2 separate regions of the Zea mays genome follow, and region 2 is linked to region 1. Evidence: chromatin contacts called from public Hi-C data. All regions are on one chromosome and are shown on one strand. The core of a region is the stretch at or near the end of the contact, and the rest is flanking DNA. Distances in the headings are between cores, read along the strand shown. Region 1 holds the start of LOC109940837 (UDP-glycosyltransferase 91A1). Region 2 holds the start of LOC103632096 (rRNA biogenesis protein RRP5).

What was found. A called contact is a pair of places that touch in the nucleus more often than the background predicts.
Region 2: a contact with region 1 is called in a Hi-C map of leaf, with 2.2 times the contacts expected there. The contact joins the promoter of LOC103632096 here to the promoter of LOC109940837 in region 1. A contact is called at or near these places in 10 of 25 Hi-C or Micro-C datasets (ear, leaf, tassel and 1 more).

Annotation. Positions count from the first base shown.
Region 1 is chr7:16,804,530-16,808,729 of Zm-B73-REFERENCE-NAM-5.0, forward strand. It overlaps LOC109940837 (UDP-glycosyltransferase 91A1), which reads left to right and starts at 2,921. Exons shown (of 2, transcript XM_020541163.2): 1 at 2,921-3,550; 2 at 4,177-4,200. The coding sequence starts at 3,177. The coding sequence ends at 4,192.
Region 2 is chr7:17,110,918-17,114,958 of Zm-B73-REFERENCE-NAM-5.0, forward strand. LOC103632096 (rRNA biogenesis protein RRP5) reads left to right here and starts at 1,856. Exons shown (of 40, transcript XM_008653946.3): 1 at 1,856-2,654; 2 at 2,754-2,965. The coding sequence starts at 2,447.

The DNA.
Region 1 (4,200 bases), core at 1,671-4,170:
CTATCCAGTAAAATTCCATAACAACCATAAGAAAGCAAAACGGCAAAGAAAATTTAATTGTCCCAAGAAAACATTGCCAGTTGCAGTTAAACGTCTAACCATGGAGATCATCAAAGGACTTCATGTAGTCATCAAGCTTCTCTTCATGACCGATCTTAACGATCGAACCATCATCTTCAACCTGCAAAGCAAACGGTAATGAAGAAAACTGATAATTAAAGACAAAACTGGCAACATAGGGAGAGCTATGAATGGACATCCCCAAAGTCGATTCTTTACGGTTAGTCTACCACCTGCAAGCTTTAATTACTATACATAAAGACTGCATCACCTCTATTTTATAGGGCACAAGGAAGGAGGGCAGGGCAAATGCAGTAAAAATGTCATTTTAGTCATTTTAGTCAACCCCTTGGTGACTAGAGGACTAAACTTTAGTTGGAGGCTTCTAATTACCTTGTTTGCTTCTTTAGGTCATGTACAACCCCATTAATTGAGGCGTCTCTTGAGAGGTCTCTAGGGGGTAAGCGAAAAAATCAAGAGACGAGCTCTTCACAAAGAGCCGGTCTCTTCACGACTATTTATATTTATTGTCTCTTAACTACATTTATAATCCAAGGACACTTAGGATTATACTATGCAGTCTCTTAGCTGTCTCTTGTATTTAGAAAACCGTTCTAGGGTCTCTAGGTTGTACATGTCCTTAGGGGCTAAAAGTGACTAAAGTTCACTAGTCACTAAAGTTTATTTTCCTTAGGGGCTAAACAAAAAGACCATGAGAATGGTATATGAGTGGGCTAGGACCTAACTATGGTCATGTTTATTTTCCCTTAGCACTAAACTTTTTTGCTAAAGTTTAGCAAGTTTAGCACATGAGGGACCAAACAGGCTGACAAAAAGTGTTGTGCTACTATTTAGCACACATTAGCATTTTAGCTCCACCAAAGATACTAAAATGTGTTAAAAGTGATCATAACCCCTTTCTCTCTCCCCCACCATGGTCCAACTGTTGCTTTCTCTTCCCCCATCGAACTGTGCTAAAGAGGTATTAATTAGGGCATTAATTAGGAGTTTAGCACTTGTATCCAAACAACCCTTAAATGCTAAAGTTTAGCAAGGTGTTTAAATATAGCATGTGCTAAATTTTAGCACTATGGAAACAAACTGTCCCTAATGCGGGCCTATTTGTTTCCCAAACTCAGATGCCTTGACAAGCTATCAGATTATGGGCATGTTTGTTTTAGTTTTTTTTTCTTCTGATTTTGGACGCTAAAAGCTGCTGCAGAATACCAAACGTTTAGTTTTTCAGTCTGTTTTTATGAGAATCGCTTTGGTGAAAACCGTCTAAAATGAACATGAACACCTAATCGATCGAATCGTCATAATAGAAGGAATCCGTCACTTACTAAATCCTAAACCCTATAGACTACTTCATCTTTTTCCGTACGTAATTCCATGATACTCATATTTTCCATATAGTCAGATTCTCCACACAACGTCACAACCAATTGTCAGAAAAGCTCCTCAACAAAAAGCCAAAATAAACGGACACTATGATTGGCCTGGTGGTTTATTTGTTTTGGGTGTGGCTATCATGGTATTTGAAGCACCCGTGGTCCAGCTCCCAAGCAATAAAATTCAAAGTCGTTTTTGAGAGCCTAGCTGGTGTGTTGCACCTTTTGTCAGTGTTAATGACCGGCCTATGGTGCAGCAAAACAAACAAGAGACCGTGTTGGCCTGATCTGTTTGGTGCAACAATACCAAAACACAAAATAATTGCACCTCACACATCTGGCTTGGCCCAGTCTGTCAGTACGGGCCACACTGGTGCAGAATCAAACGGGTCCTCTGTATCCATGCCAACGTGTAGGGGTCACCTGAGCCCTCTTGGCTGAGCGGACATACGAATTATAAACACATCTGCGTGCATCCGATCCGAATAATCTGAGTAGAAGAAACCTCCGGTGTCATCTGATTTCATATCAAAGGTGCTGCCGTACCATTTCATCTGCGCACGCAGTAGTCAAGCTACCTGCTAGATTCTACAGTGGCTGGCCATGGAAGAGGACGACACCCAAGAATAGGGGTGGACATTTTCCGTCTGATTGGTTGTTGTACACAGGTAGGCTGGCTCATATCCGACGGGTCAGGCTCCTTGTGTACAAGCTTGGTATGTACATATGCTTTTGTTTGGTTGGTTGTATTATTACATTCAGGACAAATATAACCTGTGTTTGGTTATCTACACCAAAACATGTATTAGAGAAAAGTGAATAAATAAATCTTTAAATATTATATAGCATGTGTGGTCTAGTTTTGTTCAAAAAAAATCCAGGAACACGAATATAAAATCGGTTCGATGATTAACTTTTTTATTTAAAAGATATGATGCAAGAACATATAAATGCGTTCTCGTTTTGCGTGCAACTACATGCAACAGCATGCCACCGGACTGCACGCCGGCGTACGCGCGCTGGGAGCATCTCACGCGGGCCTGGCTCGCCATCTATTTTTGCATCCGTTCAACCAGTACGCTGAGAGAAGTAAACCAAACAATATGCACTTTGAGACTCCGCGAGTGCAGCTGCAACCTTCCGCACATCAACCAAACAGGCAGTTTAAAACCGAACCCGAACCTGAACCGAACCCGAATAGATCGAATTGTCGGTCTATTTGGGTTTTTGGGTTCGGATTCGGTTCCTATACGTGCTATATTTCGGGGTATGGATTCGGGTTCGATTCTGAACTTTTAAAACCCGAATAGAACGAATAACCCGAAATATAAAAAAGCTCTTAATATGTGATGATATTATTATATGATTTATGAACTTATTAGCTAGAAATAATAATATCATCTTAACAATAATATATATATCTTTGTATGCTAATTTTATAGTCACTTGTTGTAATAATAGTACTTTCAATTAATTATTCATTGTATATATTTTGACAAAATATACTAGTCTCTCTATAATTTGGGTCTATTCGGTGGACCGAATAGACCGAACCGAAATTGTGAGTCTATTCGGGTTCGGTTCCTAATTTTTTTTGAAAATTTCGGTTCTCATTTTTCAAAACCTGAAATTTCACAAACTCGAATAGACCGAACCGAATTAACCTAATAGACCGAATGTCAAGCTCTCCACATCGTCGTGTTCCCATGACTGGCGTTCGGCCACATGATCACGTTTCTGGACCTCTCCAAGCGGCTGGCGCGGCGCGGCCACGCCGTCACCTTCGTCTCCACGCCGAGGAACGCCGCCAAGCTGCAGGGCTCCATCCCGCTGGAGCTCGCGGCGCACCTATGCATCGTCAGGCTGGACCTGCCCGGCGTCGATGGCCTCCCCGAGGGCGCCGAGTCAACCGCCGACGTCCTTCCGAAGAAGGTCGGGCTCCTCCAGAAGGCGTTCGACGGCCTCGCCGCGCCGTTCGAGCGCCTTGCCATCGGGGCTGTGCTGCCGCCGGCTAGGCGTCCGCGTTCTCGAGGAAGCTCGACTGGATCGTCCTCGACTTCGCTCAGAACTGGATCTGGCCAATTGCTGAACAGCATAAGGTAGTGTATATATTTTTACGTATTGCCTGCATTTTTTCTAAGGGTACTAAGAAAAAAACATAATTAAGAGTAAAAATGAGGAAGGTTATAAAACTGAGGGTACAAATTTAAATAGCCCTTTTGTTTTTTCCGGTCACAAGGTGTTTAGAGAAGAAATTGACCGAATTAGTCGGATAAATAGTCGTACTATCAAGAGAGGTAAATGACATTTATCTATGGGAAACTTAGGGTGTGTTTGATTGCGGGACAGCTAGGACAGGGTCGTCCCCTGACGTCCTCTCTCATTCCTCCAATTTTGAGGGACAATAGGGGACAACACTGGATAGTCCTGTCCTAACCCTTGACCCAGAACCAAACAACCTAATTTGAGGGATCGTCCCATCCCATCCCGTCCTGTCATTGCAACCAAACGCATGCCTCATAGAGCATCTAGTAGTTGCATTTGTATTAGGACTAACAACGCTTCCGATTTCGAGAGTTAAAATCTTTTCAAAAGCGTGGTTGAAAAGTTAAGTGGTTCATTGGTCAACGGACCGTTCGACCGGGATTGGCAGACTGTCCGTGACTCACTATGTGGACCAACAGAAGTGGTCCTTCTCGGAGTAATTTGAGCTCTTGTATTGCAGACCATCTGGACCTTAGGGTCGGCT
Region 2 (4,041 bases), core at 606-3,105, 310 kb after region 1:
AAGTGAGCTGTGATGGTGTTCAGGTGTTGTTGATGAGGTCTGGTGTGTGATGGGACGAGATGAGATATCTTTTTGTAGGGGTCCCTCCCTTAGCCTTATATACACGACCAGAGAGTTATCCCTTTACAAGTCGTCATCATTATCTATTCTGCCTATCTCCTTCTTTATCGCATCCTGTAGTCCTGCTTATCCAGAGTTCGATCACTTCTTCAGCCGAGTTAACGCCTAATATATAGCTCTTCAGGTGTGTGCAACTTTCTTACCCGAGATATCAGCACTTTAGTCAGCGCATAACTTGGTTGCCTAGTCTTCGTATTCTTGGATCAGGTTCTCCCAATCTGATTGTAGCATGCTGGTCCGTCCCGTGAAGCAACCATCGAGAGGCCTGTCAGGCGGCCCATGACACGTTTCTATGTTCGTGAGGACCCGAAGGATATCTATCCCCCATAGTTACACAATGTCGATGGTAGATTCCAAATTAAATGTAGAGTTCGATCTGCTGTGTTTATTAAATGTAGATCCCAGTGCCTATCACATAGGTACGATAACTTAATTGGGTGGAGATCTCACCGTTGATGATCCAAGACTCTGAACGAATGTATCCTCGCAATCACTACACCACTGCTCCATTGGTTATCACCCGTGACACACGAGTGACCTCGCCACGAAGGCTTATCCCTGCAAGCGCAATCAAGAACACAAGCAAGAATAGGAAGAGCGCAATCAAAACTGCATTGATTACGAGGTGGGGTCTCACAAACCGATGAACATCGATACTATTTGATGACATATATGATCTAAGCAAAACCCACACCCTAATATGGCGGTAGCTGCTGTTAAAATAGAGGTTAGGGGTGTGCACAACCCCTGGAGGTACCCTTAATGGGCTCCAACATGATACGCGACCCAACAGACGCAACACCAAAACAAAATCTGAGCGGTGACTTGTTTCGATGATCCTCGTTGACTCTAAATGAATTTTAAGGTGAGACTAGTTGGGCTGGTTAGATAATCTTCTTATCTTTCCAACCATACCAAGTCCATCTCAATTGGAGCCCGGATGCGTCTTGGGTGTCCATTTTAGTGCAGACTGGTCCTGAAACCCGAGATGGAATAACAGTCGAGTCAGACTTGATCTTCTTCTTGTTGTGGACGCCCTTGCTGCTCTTCCTCGACACCTTAGCCTTTTCCAAGCTCTTGATGGTCCTCTCCAAAGTTCCTAATCATTAAAACATCCATGACACCAAACAAAAGCTCTAAAACACAATTGACTATGTTAGAACGAACCTGGAGATTCACCTTTCGTGCACGTGCTCGTGTTGCCGGTCCATGCATTGTTTTGTGTGGGAGTGATGTCCTCATCAAAAGACATACCTGGGGGACGAAGCGTCAACCTCGACGTCGGTGTCCAGGGTCGGTGCATCCATGGAGGATATGACGACACAGAAGTCCGGCTAGCCGGTCGTGCTCCAATGCAGGAAATGGGGAGAGATGCTCACAATGGTTAGTGCTCGAAGCCTGGGGTCTACACTACAATCGGGCGCATCTAGTGGAGAGAATGGGAAGGAAGAAGGGAAGAGATAACTCATTGGCGATGACAACATGAGCAGTGACGCTGCTGAAGACGGGAGCCGTGGCCACGCAGACTAATCCTCACAGCAGAGGATTAATCACTGTCGAACGCGCCTGAGAGAGATCGAGTCCACACCGGCGTGTGCGTGTTATGTGGATCTCAAATCGTCGAAGCCTTTTTCTACACCTCTATTTCCTCAACCGTGTTTGGTAATAACAAAAATCTCAATGGTTCAAACATGGACGGACCTACAACTTTAAACCCTAGCCCAGTCCATGACATACTAAAACCCTAACCCCCAGAATAACGAGCGGACGACGATCAGGCACCCACCTAAACCCTAACCTAACGCCCGCTTCCTCCCAGCCGAGCGAGCCACTGCGTAGCGCGACTGCGACTGCCTGCGCCGCCGCCAGCCTCTTGCGTCGTCGCCCCTGTCCGCGGCCGCCGAGGCGCCGACTCGCCGGCGCGGCGCCGTCTTCCGCCACTGCGCCCCACCGCCCAGGACGAAGCTCCAGCTCCGGCCCACCGTCTCCCTGCCGGCACTGCCGCGCCGAGGGCCCGAGCTCCTCCTCGCCCCATGCCCTCGCGGCCGCCCTGCCCAGCTCCGCCCCGCGCGTTCGCGGCTCTGCGCCCCCGCCAGGCCGAGCTTCGCACGTTCGCCGTCCGCGCCTTCGGCTTCCGCAGTTCGCACAGCTGACAGCAGTCCATTCACCGTCCGCGCCTCCGGTCACCGCACAGTAGTGAATCCATTCGTCGTCCGTGCCTCCGATCACCATACAACCGTGACCGTTAGCAGCACCTTGATTTTTGCGCGTCCTCCGCCACTGGTGGCAGCGACGCGCTTCCGAGGAGGTTAGAGCGTTGGCTGCTATGGCGCCGCCTCGCGTCACCAGGAAGAAGGGGAAGGGCGCCGGCGGCAAGACCGACCTGCGTCCCGACCGGAAGCAGTTCAAAAGGCACCACAAGGAGGATGCAGCCGCTGAGCAGGGGGATGGCAACGGAGAGCGGCAGCAGTCGGCAGCGCCGGGTTCTGCAGCGCTCCTCGCCGCAGCTTCTGACGAAGCTGACTTTCCAAGAGGTAAGCGTCGAGCTGAGCAGTCCCGCAACACCCCTCCCCTCCTCCCTGTCAATTTTGCATTGCACTGATGTGTTGTTGTGCGTTTGGGGTGGTGCACAGGGGGACACAGCCTCCTGAGCAAGGATGAGATGGCGGAGGCTCGTGCGGAGGCGGAGCAGGATTTCGAGAGGGAGGCGAAGAAGGGGAAGGGAAAAAGGAAGAGGAGTGGCGGCGAGTCGTCTGGTTTTGGCGTGGATGACGACTTGGGGATACTCTTCGGTGGGGCCACCACTGGGAAGCTCCCACGCTTTGCTAATCGCATCACAGTAAAGGTTACCTCCTAAAGTCTGTTACTATGCAGCAATGGGTAGAAAGTGGTAGATCTTCCAATCGAACTGCATCCTTAACCTTGAAATACGCTCTGGGGGTCTCTTGACTGCTTAGCATAAGTCAAGAGTACTGTTTATCTAGCGATTAGAAATGAGAAAATGCTATATAGACCTTAAGCAGGAGCCCCTGTTGTGCACTTCTCTTTAAATAAGATAACAGCAGCAGAAGCAAGCAGACTGCTGCCGACACCCCCTTCTAAATCAAGGGATTTGACAGGTTGGAGACAGCGAAATCAAGATAACAGCAGCAGAAGCAAGCAGGGCTAGAAGCAAAATTGAATGGTCCAGCAGCGGAATCGAGGGGTATATGGTGGAATCACTGGGGTGACCGCATATGCATAAGGCGATGGGCCACTGTGGCGAACTTAGACCGCTTTGACACTTAAGCAACACTTGAATAATGTCTTAATAACCATGATTAGAATTATTGTCTATTTCTGGCCTCTTCCAAATAAACACAGAATTATTGTTATGTGGGTGCTCTACCTCTCTTCTCCATCAAGCGCAGAGCAGCCGGGGCTTGACCCTGGCCCTTTGTCGTCCCTGTTACATGCTATAATCCCTGTCCACTCGAATTTATTCAAAGGCCCAAGGAGCTAGACTTTTATTCTTATATCAATTCACACTGAACTTCTCTGGCATGTTTGCTCTAACAAATAGCTGGTGAGAGCAAACATATTTTCCATTGTTAATCCTGGCAACGTTTCAGATGGTTCAGATATCCATTCAAATCCTGCAGCAGCAGCACATATACTGATGCACTTCCCATCCAATATTTCTCATATTTTTGAACTAAACGCTCTTCATAAAATCTTAATGGATTTAGCTTGTTTTGGACAGTTTCAGTTGCTAGAATATGGTACAAGTTATGCACCTCGATGCACATTAAGATTAAGGTGATGTAGGGCTACACGCGAATCTTTCTTTGGTCATTGCATTAGTTGAGGCTACAGGATTGCCATTTGGCCCTTTGAATGTGATGTCTAGGATATATATCGCTAGCTTTGTGTTGGGTGGTG